2 separate regions of the Mus musculus genome follow, and region 2 is linked to region 1. Evidence: chromatin contacts called from public Hi-C data. All regions are on one chromosome and are shown on one strand. The core of a region is the stretch at or near the end of the contact, and the rest is flanking DNA. Distances in the headings are between cores, read along the strand shown. Region 1 overlaps Borcs5 (BLOC-1 related complex subunit 5). Region 2 overlaps Lockd (lncRNA downstream of Cdkn1b).

The links. A called contact is a pair of places that touch in the nucleus more often than the background predicts.
Region 2: a contact with region 1 is called in a Hi-C map of muscle stem cells, with 3 times the contacts expected there. The contact joins two enhancer-like sites. A contact is called at or near these places in 1 of 15 datasets of contacts at CTCF or cohesin (the NIH/3T3 cell line), 39 of 484 Hi-C or Micro-C datasets (B cells, the Ba/F3 cell line, the C2C12 cell line and 24 more), 7 of 115 datasets of contacts at active chromatin or transcription factors (the NIH/3T3 cell line, bone marrow-derived dendritic cells, bone marrow-derived macrophages and 4 more) and 1 of 9 other capture datasets (liver).

What each region holds. Positions count from the first base shown.
Region 1 is chr6:134,666,031-134,673,062 of GRCm38.p6, reverse strand. The region is part of intron 2 of Borcs5 (BLOC-1 related complex subunit 5); the gene reads right to left. Among named protein-coding and RNA genes, the nearest start is that of Borcs5, 29 kb to the right of the region's middle. Within about 2 kb of position 1,967, at least 86 of the 459 cell types and tissues checked have an H3K27ac peak or open chromatin away from gene starts, as enhancers often do. A contact at or near this core is called in the C2C12 cell line, embryonic fibroblasts, muscle stem cells and 1 more, where this site is marked.
Region 2 is chr6:134,939,455-134,946,537 of GRCm38.p6, reverse strand. The region is part of intron 1 of Lockd (lncRNA downstream of Cdkn1b); the gene reads right to left. Among named protein-coding and RNA genes, the nearest start is that of Lockd, 14 kb to the right of the region's middle. Within about 2 kb of position 2,322, at least 25 of the 459 cell types and tissues checked have an H3K27ac peak or open chromatin away from gene starts, as enhancers often do. A contact at or near this core is called in the C2C12 cell line, embryonic fibroblasts, muscle stem cells and 1 more, where this site is marked.

The DNA.
Region 1 (7,032 bases), core at 718-3,217:
CTTAAAATCCAGTGCTAGGCATGCAACTGAAGGTCTATCTGTAGAACCGAATGATCTCTGGGGAAGCAGTCTAAGAACTATTCTTAGGCTCAATTAGGCCTTAGTGCAAAGCCAAGGTTATAAGTTGTAGCTGATAACAAAGATTAAGGAGACTTGCTCATATTTCATAAATGTTTCCTTTATTTGTGCATCTTATTTAATAACATTTCATCTGGCAAGTTTGAAGCTAATGTTTGGCTAGTGTTTGTGCATAGCTTTTCCAATAACACATTGCTTTACTTTCAGAAAGTCCAGATCAGTGGAAAACTATGACTCTCTGAGTCAGACTTGGGGAAACCTGGGGGTAAATGGTTGCTGAGACCTAGAAGCCACAACAGATGCAAAAGGCACAGTGTACATCTAGGAAGACACATGGCACATGGCTTATGAGCTGGCACCTGCAAAGGGGCATGAGATACTGTATTCTGATATGCATCAATAAATACTGTCAACATACATGTGAACATCCAACATGCATGTGAACATCTGTAAATAGAATCATTATCTCAGAGTGCTTCTCTCTTAGACGCTCCAAACTGTGGCCTTCTGAACTAAAGAGTTCCAGAAGCACACTGTTCTACGCTTCACAGCACAGGAGATCTCTAGATTTTGTTCCCACCTCTCACTGTCTCTGTCTCTCATCTTTGCATACCAATCTCAGGCACTTTCTCATGCCTGCCTCTTCCCCAGGCCTCCATCTCTTGTTTCCTCCAACCCCTTGTCTCCACCGTGAGCTGCTTACCTCCTGCCTCTCAGGATGTAGAGGAAGCACCACAAGACTAGACAGCTGGTACCGTTTGGGAACCAATGGCCCACTTAAGAAGCCTTGTGCCTCTTCCTCTATTTCCTGACAATGTCTCCCTCCAACCCCCACCCCCTGCATCTATTTTTCCAAAGTATTTTATCCAGTTTTCAGAAATAAAATCCATTCCAAATGAAAGCTATGCTACACTGCAAGTACACAGTTCACTAAGATGTCCCATGATCTTTAAATAAATGATTAAAAACAAACAAACAAACAAAACTGGACTGTTTGGTGAGATAGGCTGTTTCAGCCTCTCCTAGCCCTAGAGAAAATTCTAAAAAATTATGGCCTCTCTTAACTGTCACAAAACTGAGGTCACTACTGGAATTTAGTGAGTAGAAAAGTTCAACACTCCAAACAGCACAGTGCACACACAACGAAGAGTAGTACACCCAAGACACCAGTGGTGTCTGCAACCCCTCCTCCTCTAAGCCTGGACCTTAGAGAGCTTCACTTAGATATTCACTTAGCTAGCTTCAGGTGATTCCAACCTGAATTTGGCCAATCTTGACACTGCCGAGTTTTTAGAAATATGGACAATTAGTTACCTAAACCTGGCCACCCAGGTTCCAACAAATTCCAATTTCCAACAAATTTGCCTAGGATTGGGGGGAGCAGGGGCAGGGGCAGGGGCAGGGGCAGGGGCAGGGGCAGGGGCAGGGGCAGAGGCAGAGGCAGTGGCCTTTTCTCCAAGGTTGACTGCTAAAACGACTATTCTGAGTTCCACGGCCCCGTGTCTTATGCACTTCTTCACTCATCATGATTGTAGGACTATTTTGAGACAAAGAAGCAACAGGGGCCATTCCTCCTTGACACTAAATCAACATAATTCCACAGCCCTCTTCAGGGATCAGCACACAGTGGCCCTCTGAGCCTGGAGAGGAGCCAGGAAACATCCCTGCTCCCAGCTCCTGTAAGGCGGACTCCTCCTGATAAGAAAAGCACAGCTTTTATACATAGCAATGCTACTCACAACAAGTGAGCCATTCTTACATTCCTTCTCCAGTTCATTTCCCCTACAATTCTTTTCCCCTTGTCTTCACTCTCTCCTCCCCATCCTGCTGTACTCTTTGTATGACAAAAAAGAAAAAAAGGAAAAAAAAAAGTTGCTTCTGGCCAACTGTGACATCAACTCATTCTTATTCAGTGATGTCCAGCAGGAACTTCGCTCTCCCAAAACGTTTGCTCAGTTCTGAAGCAACAAAGATGACTAACTTCCTTCTGTTTGCCTTCCCTATGTTCTTGATCTATTTGCAGATCTTCTGAAACATTTCTCTGACACAAGGCCCTATACGTGTGCACAAAGAACTTTCCAGGCAGTCTCAGCAAGCTAAAACATTGCCCCTAAGTTACTAGAAAGGGTAACATAACAAGATGACTTGATCATTTTTTTTAAAGATTTATTTTTTATTATATGTAATTACACTGTAGTTGTCTTCAGACACACCGGAAGAGGGCGTCAGATCTCATTACAGATGGTTGTAAGCCACCATGTGGTTGCTGGGATTTGAACTCAGGACCTCGGGAATAGCAGTCAGTGCTCTTAATCACTGAGCCACCTCGCCAGCCCGACTTGATCATGTTTACACCCCACAAAAGATATTTCTGTTTCATCATTGTAAGAAAGAGCTAATAGATGATCCAAAAAGATAAAAGAAAAATAAAAAAGTAAGCCCCAGACTATTCTAGATCATTTGTTACTTATGGGAGGGAAAAAAGAAAAGGTAAGAATAGCAACCATGTATTATAACTACTTTCTGCTATATACTTCAGCAAGGCACCGTTTAAATGCTTTTGAAGGCCAACATTTTACTCTACACATTAAGTAATATAAAGTTTAAAGAGCTGACTAGGGACTGTGGTTCTGGTGTCTAAGTGGCCAGCCGTGATGGGAGCAGCAGACTGTGTCAGGCTCAGCTCCTCCTTTGCTAGGTCTCCGAGGCCCCACGCCCTGACTTGACCGCAGGGCTGGGAAGGCACCATTCACAGTCTAAGCATCATCTACGCTTTGCCTGACACTGTCGTATTCTGGGATGCGCACAAGGAACCCAACCATGGAACTGTGACAGGGCACGGCACTAACATTTCCTTCTGGGGCTCTCAGGGGCATGTTGTAGGAATGAATTCACTCAGATCCAAATCCTACCTAGCAGTGATTGGAGAGGTGCCATTCTGAGCTCAGTAATCTTCAAGCAGATAGCTAGCTCACTGTTTGTGAGTTCCAACATTTCTCATAAATATAAATTGAAGTAAACTAAAGAAGGAACAAGAATTTAAAAAAAAATCTATCTTCCTCTGTAACTGTGACGATTTAACAAAATTCCAGGATGTGGTGCAGCTTAGAGATACAGCACTTGACTAGCATGCAAGAGATCCTGGGTTCCATCCCTGACAATGAAACACACACACATACACACACACACACACACGTTTGTAGAGAAAAAGAAAATCATAGGTTGCTGCAATGCTGCGGCTGCTGAGTTTGTTTAAAGTTAACCTGAAAAAGACAAAGGAAGCAGCTCTGAAGGTTATAATTACAGAAAATTACTCAGGTGACTTCATCCCACCCACAGGCTCCTCCGAGGAGTACTTTATAAGCTAGTGTTCTGGAAGGGTACAGCTGCTAAGCATGGGTTTCATATGCTCCATTTAAAACATTATTTTATCAACACAATTGTTAATGGCTTCTAAATGAGAGTAGAAATTTCCAACAAGAGTGCCATAAATTCCTATTAGTATTCACTCTGGGTCTAGAGAACAGAACCCCAGATGGATCGCTCCTTGGCACAAACAGTAAAATAATAGTATAACGATTTCATAACCCCTACTCCTTTCCAAGAGCACTGCATACATCATTACTTGTGTGCTAAGTACACCAGCACAGAGTGTGTGCCATGACTGGAAGACTACCACCAGTGCAAAATTGACTCAGAAAACCATTAAATCTGAAAGATATCTGCTGCCCTCCCTTTCCAAAAATACTCCCACGTCATTGAAAGTTCACTCATGACCAGAGAAACACTCCCAGGGGCTAGGCCATGCCATTCAGCCTCCATCACTGATATGACTCCTAGCTGTGGTTCAGAGGAGCCAGTTTAAGAAATTAATCTGCTTTCAGTTCGGCCATTATCCTGCCTCCCCAGTCAGGCATACTGCCCTCTGCTTTCAGTTCTCACCCTCCTCTCTTCTTTGAGACAACTCAGATTTGCTCTTCTACCGGCCCTAACTCAGCCATGACTTTGATCAGTGTATCATTAGAAAACTACAGTGACTACCTAACTGGGTTGTCCATCTCAGACCACTGCCCCAGTAATTACCCAAAAATACAGACTTTTTTAAAGACTTATTTTTATCTATGTGTACATCTGTGTGAGACTACATGCAAATGCTAGTGAAGGGTAGAAATACATTGGATCCCTTGAAGTTGGAGTTACAGGCAGTTATAAGCTGCCTGATGTGGGTACTAGGGTCAGATCTCTGGTCCTCATGATAAAACAGTAAGTCCTCTTAACCTCCGGGATATCTCTCCAGCACCCCCTCTCTGCCTGCCCCCCCAATCCCACAGCTTTCAAAGTGCCAATGTCATGTTTCCTGTTGCAACAATAAAACCATAATAGCAGTTGTAATTTAAAGGCAATTGCCTTCAAATTCCTGTCTTTATCCTGAGGAGCCTCCAGCAGTCATTGGAGCCAAATACCGTGCCTATGAATACCATTTTTCTAAACTTGAGACCCATAAAAACCCACACTGAATTGTCATTGACATTTGTACCATATCCATGGACAACTGTTTATTTTTAATTTAAATGTATAACTTGATATACTGCTGTTAAATGTTACTGTGGCTTTAGCCCATCTTTCGAGTCTACTGAGACCATTTTTGACCCTTATTCCTGGCATCCATCCATCCATGTAGATAATTTATCCAGTATCACCTGATTGGGGTATGGGATCAGATCTCTGGTCCTCATGATAGAACAGTAGGTCCTCTTAACCTCTGAGCCATCTTTCCAGCAACCCCTGCCCCCCGCACCCCCGCAAAATCCCACAGCTTTAAAGGTATCCTCTTTCCTGTTGCAACAAACAAAACCATAATAGCAGGCACCCACATCCAGTATAAAAATGTGATTTATATGTGGAAACAAATCCTCAGTGAGTGAATAGTACGTCCAGGGTTCTTTAGGTAGTAGTAAGTCAACTGGCATGGGAGAGAACAAGGCAGAAGTCAAGGTCAGACCCCTGTACATCTGATTTTTACAGGCTTACTTTGGAATTTGTTAGCTTGCAAAGGACACAAGTAATTAGAGACACTGTCTTGGAAAGGGAGCAGGCTCAGAAGGCAGGAAGAGTTGAAGCTGATGCGTGGAAGCTGTGGCGAGGTCCTCTTGGATCATCCCCCTTCTTTAGCATCCTCTTTTCCTTGTGGAAGCTTCTGGCACCTCCCATACCCCACAGTTTATTAAAGACCACAGTTGAATAATTCTACTCCCGAGTCCTTCCAGTGCCCTGAAGAGGAGGGGTGAGTAGGGGTGGGGAACCCGGGAGGAGGAACACCATGGGAACAAAAGCAGAGACCTTTCACCAGCTTGCTATATTTCTTCCAAAAGTCTGGGGGTTTAGCGACTCGTGTCCTATCATTTTCAGTGAATGATCTTTCTCTGTGGCAGAAAATATGGATGCGAAGGAGGTGTTACAGAGCTAGGCCCTGACTGGGCCTTACCACTGCCTTTGCTCTGGCCGCACAGTCTCCTTTCCTAATCATCCTCACACCCACCGCCTCAGCAGTGTCTCCTCACCCATTCACTCACTCACTCACTCACTCACCCACTCACCCACTCACTCACACTACAGCTTTCACCCACCGCCTCAGCAGTGTCTCCTCACCCATTCACTCACTCACTCACTCACTCACTCACTCACTCACTCACTCACTCACACTACGGCTTTCACCCACCGCCTCAGCAGTGTCTCCTCACCCACCCACTCACTCACTCACTCACTCACTCACCCACTCACTCACACTACGGCTTTCACCCACCGCCTCAGCAGTGTCTCCTCACTCACTCACTCACTCACTCACTCACTCACTCACTCACTCACACTACGGCTTTCTACTTGCCCATGGTACACTCTCTTCCCTGTACACTTAGGACAGACTTTAGCATGCTCCTTGCACAGTCACATCAGCCACGTCATATATCCTCCCCTTTTCTCTTCTGTGATTTATTTAACTGTGTCATTAGCAATCTTGGGAAGGTAAGAAGGGTGATGAAGGATGTGAGCTAAGAAAAGCTTCTATTCTCGCAGGCTGAGGCATTAAAGGTCAGGTCTAGTGCTGGGAGTAGCAGCACACCTCTTTGATTCGAGACAGAGGCAGGTGGACAGCCTGGTCTACATAGTGAGTTTCAGGGCTTTAGTAAGACCCTGTCTCAAAAAAAGACAAAAACTTCTAGTGCAGTACAGGAGTAAAGGCTTGCAAGACATAAAGGCAGGAGGTGGCTGCTAGTTTGCTCTGGAGCTCAAGATAGTTAAAAGCAATGGGGCCGGGGCCGGGGGGGGGGGGAGATGAAATGATCACTAGACATTTTCAGATCTGTGCCCAAATACAGCAGCAACCACACACTCTAAGGGTTACACACACTGCTAGAACTAGGGTTGATGAAGATTTCAGCAAAACATACAGAACTGCAGAGCAGACATGGTGCTACATGCCTTTAACCTCAGTATTTGAGAGGTTGAGGCAAGATCACTGCAAGGTCAAAGCACGTGGGCTACACAGTGAGTTCGAATCCAGCCTGGATTACATAGAAAGACTCTTTCAGAAACATCAGCAGCCAATCAAGTAGCAAAACACCAACAAAACCAAATAATTAGAGGTGTGAAGCCAAGTGTATGTGCTTAGCATATAGAAAGCCCTGGAAGGGGTTCACCTGCACCAAAGGAAAAAACTCTATAAATGCACATTAGAATATATTTATTTGTGAGGGTCAGGGAAATGGCTGGGTGGGTAAAGTACTTTCTGCATATATATGAGGACCATAACCCACATTAAAAAACAACCAAAAAAAGGTTGGCTACAGCAGCACAAGCTTGTAAGCCAGCACAGTGTGTGGACGCAGGAAGCTCTGGGAGTTTGCTATCCTACCGGGCTAGCGAAAACGTCAAGTGTAGTTCAGTAAGAGGCTTTAT
Region 2 (7,083 bases), core at 1,073-3,572, 270 kb before region 1:
CGCACACACACACACACACTGAAGTTTTTTTTTTATGCTGGTTCTTTAAAGAAAATGAGTCTTTTTTTCATCCATGGGCTATTAGCTTATACAGCCAAATAGCAAAACACCAACTGGCCCAAAAATAGCACAAGCAGCCACTCATTACGACAATAAGAAGGGAACTCCCGCTAAAACCAGTAACTGGGTGGAGAAGTAGCCTTGATGAGGTCGACCTCCTGAGGCCTCTGATTCAACAGGCAGACTCTACACAGAGTCTCCGCAATCCAAACTGGCCTTCAATTCTCACTCCCTTCAGTGCTGGGGAAAGAACGCAGGCTCTGTGCTAAGCAAGCCCCCTACCTCTGGGCTGCATTCCCAGCCTCTGGCCTCATATGCCTGGCTCTTGCTGGGATCTCACTCTTCAAATACCTAAATCCTGTTACTATGACCACTGTGTGGTCTGATGGCTCAAGTATGTCGTCCTACATCAGTTTCACTTAATGAAGCTTTTCCTTTAATAGTCGTGTTTCGTGTGTGCTAAGCAGCATACCAAGGAAAGGCTGGGTGGATGCGTGGTGGCAGAAGCCCATGTCTCAGTGCTCGGGGGTGGAGGCAGAGGATTAGGTTTGGGACCTGGAGAGCCCTGGCTGTCCTGGAACTCACTCTGTAGACCAGGCTGTTCAGTAATTAAGAACACATACTGCTTCTCGAAGGACCCAGCACCCACATCAGGCAGCTCATGCCACCTATAACTCTGTCCCCAGGGGGTTCTGACAGACGCTTCTGGCCTCTGAAGGAACATGCATACAAGCAAACATACGTATGTGGTTTTAAAAATAAAAATAAGGGCTGGAGAGATGGCTCAGCAGTTAAGAGCACTGACTGCTCTTTCAGAGATCCTGAGTTCAATTCCCACATGGTGGTTCACAGCCCATCTGTAATGGGATCTGATGCCCTCTTTCTGGTGTGTCTGAAGACAACTACAGTGGGCTCACATAAAATAAATAAATATTAGAAAACAAGGAGGAGGAGGAGGAAGACAACAAGGGAAAAAAAAGAAAATGTCTTCTAAAAAAATAAATAAAAATTAATTTTTTTTAAAGAGGCTTTGAGCTGGGTAGCACATACCTTTGATCCAAGCACTCAGAAGGCAGAGGCAGGTGGATCTCCAACTTAGAGATTTGCCTGGTCTACAGAGTGAGTTCCAGGACAGCCAAGGCTACACAGAGAAACCCTGTTGGGGGTTGGGGGTTTGGACCCAGGTCCCAGCACCCACATGGCAACTAACAGCCCTGGGTCAGTCCAGCTCCAAAGGAATCTGATGGCCTTTTCTGGTCCCCATGGACACTGCACACATATGGTGCATGTACAAACAGTGGCCAGAGCACTCACCCACATAAAAATATAAATAAATCTTTTGAGAAAAAAATTCAAGGTGTTCCTGTGCTAAGGAGCTCCAGGTTCAGTAGAAAACTGTCTCAAAAAATGTGTAAGAGAAGCCGGGCAGTGGTGGCGCACGCCTTTAATCCCCGGACTCGGGAGGCAGAGGCAGGTGGATTTCTGAGTTTGAGGCCAGCCTGGTCTACAGAGTGAGTTCCAGGACAGCCAGGGCTACACAGAGAAACCCTGTCTTAAAAAAAAAAAAACCAAACAACAACAACAAAAAATGTGTGAGAGATTGAGGGAGACAGCCAGTTTCAGCCTCTTAGAAACACACACACATAATACATAATATGCACATATTTAATAATATGCATGCATACATACAGAAACACACATAATATATATGCATACACACATACAAACACATACGTACATAATATATAAAAATATGTATTCCATATTTGTTTACTTATTTATTTGGTATGGGCACACGTGAGTGCACACACATGCTACAGCCAAGCATGTGGATGTCAGAGGGCAGTTTGAAGCAGTCAGGGCTCTCCCTCCACCATGTGGGTGGGGTCCAGGAATTAAGCTCTAGTTGTCAGGCTCTGTGACAGCCGCTTTACCCACTGAGCAATCTCTGTAGCCACTTTTTAGGGTTTTTTTTTGGAGACAAGGTCTCATGTAGCCTAGGCTGACCTTGAACCTCTGATCCTCCTGCCCCACTTCCAGCATGCTCAGGGCATTCTAGAATTTATTTTTTTCTACCTAACACCAATAGCATTAAGCGCTGTATCGTGTGTTTGGTTTCCTAGGCACGTAAGGGAGGCATAAATACCATCCCCATTAACTGGAGGATGCCTTAACAAACCACAGAAAACTGAACCTCTTCCATCTTCTTACCACGTGAGATCTTACTGGTAACATTATCCCCAAACTTGTATTCCTTGATCTTTCGCAGCTGGCACACCAGAGAATGCCTCCTGCGAGACTAGCTCTTCCGTGACTTACTCAAGAGCACTGTGCACTGGGGAAAATCATTTTACATTTCCATTACCCGACCAGTCTTTAGTTACCACCCTGTACTTGGCTGACCTGAGCTGGATCACAGAATATTGGGTACACGAGGTCACTCGCCCAATCTTTCTATTTACAGATGAGAGAATTCTAATTTGTAATTTCCTGCAGGGACTTTAGACAAGATGACTTATAGGTTCCTTCTGGCCACAGTCCCAGGATTCCTATTTCCTTGCTGGCATCAATGCATTCCACTGACACAGCTCAGGTTATTTTCCAAGAAAGCTAAGTTCCTAATTCATGGCCACAAACTACATACTCACAGGAGTCGAGGAAAGCAATAGTCCCTTCGTGCGGGATGAGCAGTGAATATCTAGGCTCTCATTAGAAAAGGAAGACCATGTGACGATGTTACCTGATGGCTTAGGAAAGCCAAAAGTGGCTTCATTTTGCAGCCACGCTGAGGTCAGGCTGTTATCTCCGACATGACTAGTGTATTGTGCTCATAATAGTCTGCTGGAGGAGATGGACAGGAATGTAATTACTACAGAGAATTAGGCAAGTGTTCTAAAGGCCAAACACTAGGAAGGGGCCTCAGTACTTCAGTTTTATGCCCTGGTGGTTCGAGATCTTGAACAATGGTGTTTAGCTGAGCAAAGATGTAGGAAGAAAAATCTAAAATCCTTCTCTGGGCCAAACTGTGTCAGCAATAAATAAAATACTACAAAAAAAAATTACCAAACACCAGGGACCTTAAAAAAGAAAAATCTATCACCAAGATTGAGGTATGATGGCACACTCCTTTAATCCCAGTACTGGGGAGGTAGAGGAACTTGGGGGTAGAGGTAGGAGGGATCAGGAGTTCAAGACCATCCATGGCTTTGTGGCCAGTTTGAAGCTAGTGTGTACTATTCGAGACTTTCATAGTTAATGCTGTCAATCTGAGAGCCATTGATAGCTCAGAGAGATAATACACTAGTCGCCAAGCTCCTGAGTTTGACCCCGGGACCCACTCGAAGGAGAGAACTGACTCCTGAAAGTTGGCCTCTGACCTCTCTGTGCACACAAATAAATGCTTAAAAATTATACATAAATCTGAGAATAATCATGCATGCCTTTAATCTCAATACTCGGGAGACAGAGGTAAACGGATCTCTGTAAGTTCAAGGCTATCTTAGTCTACATAGAGAGTTCCTGGACAGCCAGAGACATGTAGAAAGAGATTTTGTCTAGATAGATAGATATCTAGATAGATAGATAAATAGATAGGTAGAATTTGTATATACATGCACACATATATACACTGTCAATTAGACAAGATCTAGAATTACTTTGTCATGGTTTGTTTCCTGTTGCTGTGATAAAATACCCTACCTAAAGCAACTGGGAAGAGAAATGGGTTTATTTTTAGCTCACAGTGCCAAGCTATAAACATTCATAGAAGGGAAGTCACAAAGGCAAGAGCCTGAGTCTGCTGGCCACAGTTCACCCACAGTCAGGAACAGACAACGATGAAGGCTTGTGCACCAGTGCTCAGCTCAATTTCTTTACTCTTATGAGGCCCATGATCTTCTGCCTAGAGAATTGTGCCTTGTCTTCCCACACCAATTAACATATAAAACAATTACCCAGAGGCATGCCCAGTGGCCCATCTCCCAGGAGGTTCTAGAGTCTGCCAAGTTGACTATTAAGAGGAACAATTGCGCACCTAAGAGATACTCTGTCTCTGGGCACAGCTGTGATAGTTACAAGACTGAGTTCATTGAAATGAGAAGAGCCACCTGTTATGTAACAATTTACACCAAGATTGAAACATTCCATCTAGCAGGGAAGCTCTTTAAGCAGGGAGATAAACAACTCAAAAAAACTTCAGGAAGTCCCTGAAACTGACAAAATTCACTGTGCCCCTCCCTGCCAGAATAAGCAATAAAAACTGAGATTCCCTCTCAGAAAAGCTCAGCTGAACTACAAAGACTCTCAGGCAAGCAAAACTTCAAGGAATCCTCTGAGACTAGACCAGCTACTTAGAAGAAGCAGAAACTAACAGAGCTGTCTGGAAGAGGTTTAGACCAATGAGGCAACTCGAAAGGACATTCTCCAACCTAGTGAGCTGCCTGCAAGCTATGCGGTGAGCTCCAGGTTCCCAGCTTTGTGAGGTGTCACCTGTAGTGGCTTCAGTGACACAGCTGTCTTTCAGTCATTTCTGCTCCTGTAAGTAACTCCTCACCCATATTCCTATAGGTGACCCCAATAAAACTCACCAAGTTGGACTTCGGTGGTATCTGTAATTTGGTCTGTTACCAGCTTCCTATGTGGGGTGAGTAGATGTGTGTGCTGCATTTCCCCTGGAAAAGTTTTGTCACACAACACAATCTTAAATGTGAGTGACACTAGCTTCATGGAGGACCTGAGTCCCAGATTAAGCAAAAAGGAAAAAGTGAGCTGAACACCATTATTCATCTTCCTCTCTGTGTTCCTGACTACAAAGGCAATATCACCTGCTGCCTCATGTTCCTGCTGCCAACTACCATACTAATCCAAGTGGGGTACCATCCCCTATGTTCCAGTGACTTCCCTGTAAGATGTATGACTTTAAGCAATGCTTCCCTGCTCCTCGAAGGGAAATCTGCAAGAGATGCCAATGTCTGGAGAACCAGGGGGCTGAGCTGTGTCACCAAAGCAGGAAGCAACAGGGGAAAGCTTGCACTTACTTAAAAGAATCGAGGGCTGCTCCCAGCAAAAGACACATACATGTCACCTGAGCCTGTGAAAAGTGAAACACCTGGGGATATGTCAGACAGAATTGATCCCGTGGAAGAGTAGATTAGCAGCATCATGAATGCTAAAGCCAAAGTAGAAGACTCAGTCTCTCTAGACCAGAGAATGCCCCAGCTCCAGATATTAAGAGAAAAATCAATGAAGAACAGGCAAGACCTGAGGTTGGCGCATCAGTAGAAAAGCTTGGGATAAAGAGAAAAGAAAAGAAGACAGAGCTATAGAACCCAGATGACAGAGCCAAAAAGTCTATGTCTAGGGGCAAAGTCGTGTAAAAAGACCGCGCTTGAGGTGTAGAGGGTGGAATGAGATCCATCAGCCTCCTGCAGAAGAAGGGAAAACAAGAAGAAAAAATGCTGAAATGCTGAAAATGCAATCTGGTGATTGCAATTGAGAGAAACTGGAGCCACCTAGACTGGAACCTCAGGGGAAAAAAAATCCAAAAGATGAAAACATTGTATACACCAAGAAATTAAGAACAAGAATTCAATGGGACAGGAAAACATGTAGTAAAGACATTTAAGAAGGACAAATTGGCTTAGTGATAAATTCCAGTATGCTTTTCACCTCCAGTGTAAAGGGGAACTGTAAATAATGCTGGCCATATTTAAGGAAGGAACGAAGGAAGCTTGGAGCTTTCCTGGCTGTGCACTCTTCAAACTCCGATGGAGATCAAGACAGGGCTCATCAGGGGTCTCAGAGTAATTTAAAAGTTTTGGGGTGGGCAGGCAGGAGTCCTGCCCTCTGTCCGGCACAATAAAGCTCTGAATAAAAAAAGAAACAAATAAACAAATAAGCAAAAACAAAAAACAAAAAACAAAAAAACAAAAAAAAAACAAAAACCCTCAGCCTTTGAAGGGGGAGAAAGAAGCCCCCTGCCCCCTAGCCTCTCACCTGGGAGTGAGGACTAGGAAGCAAGGTGAGAGCTAGAAGCTGCACAGCCTAAAGGAACAAAAAGAGGAGCTGGGCAGAGCCAGGTCAGGCTCAAGGCAGGAAAGGTTCTGGGAGCAGATGATAGTGGTCTATAACTATAATCCAAGCACTTGGGGCTGAGGCAGGAGAATTGCTACTACTTCAAAAGTGAGAGACAGAGAGAGACAGAGACAGAGAGAGACAGAGAGGGAGAGAGATAGTGAGGGAGGGAGGTAGGGAGGGAGGGAAAAAGAGAGAGAGAGAGAGAGAGAGAGAGAGAGAGAGAGAGAGAGAGAGAGAGAGAGAGAGATTGACTTCTTAGGTACCCTTGTAGACCAGTGGTTCTCAGTATTCCTAATGTTACAACCACTTAATACAATTCCTCTTGTTGTGGTGATCCCAACAATAAAATTATCTTTGCTGCTACTCTATAACTGCAGTTTTGCTACTGTTATGAGTCGTACTATAAGTACTTTTGGAGATGGAAGTTCGCCAAAGGGGCCTCGACCCACAGATCGAGAACTACTCTTCTAGCTAAGTGTGTGCATATTTATGAGCCCTAATTTTTTCACAAGAATGTTTCATTTTGTAAGTATTACTCTTGCTTTTTGCCTCCATATAACAGGGCCAACTTCTCCTACCAACAAGTCAAAAGTGCTCAAGGTGGGCTTCATGGTTTTGGTTTCCCATTGCTGGAGACTGAATCTCCAGGCAAGCACTCCCTGCGTGAGCTATTCCTCAGCTCTCCCTGGACTGTTTGCATGTGTCATTTTTTTATATACCATCAGTTCCATCAAATAATCAGTCCTGTATCTTAAAATCAAATGGAGTCTTGGAGCTAGAAAATGGCTCAGTGGCTGAGCGCTTATTAAGCTCTTACAGAGGATCCAGAGTTTTGTCTCTAGCACACTCACATCAAGTGGCTCCCAACCACTGCAAACCCCAGCTCCCAGAGACCTGACACTCTCTCTTGTCCTCTAATGGCATACACGTGTGACATACACTCTCACA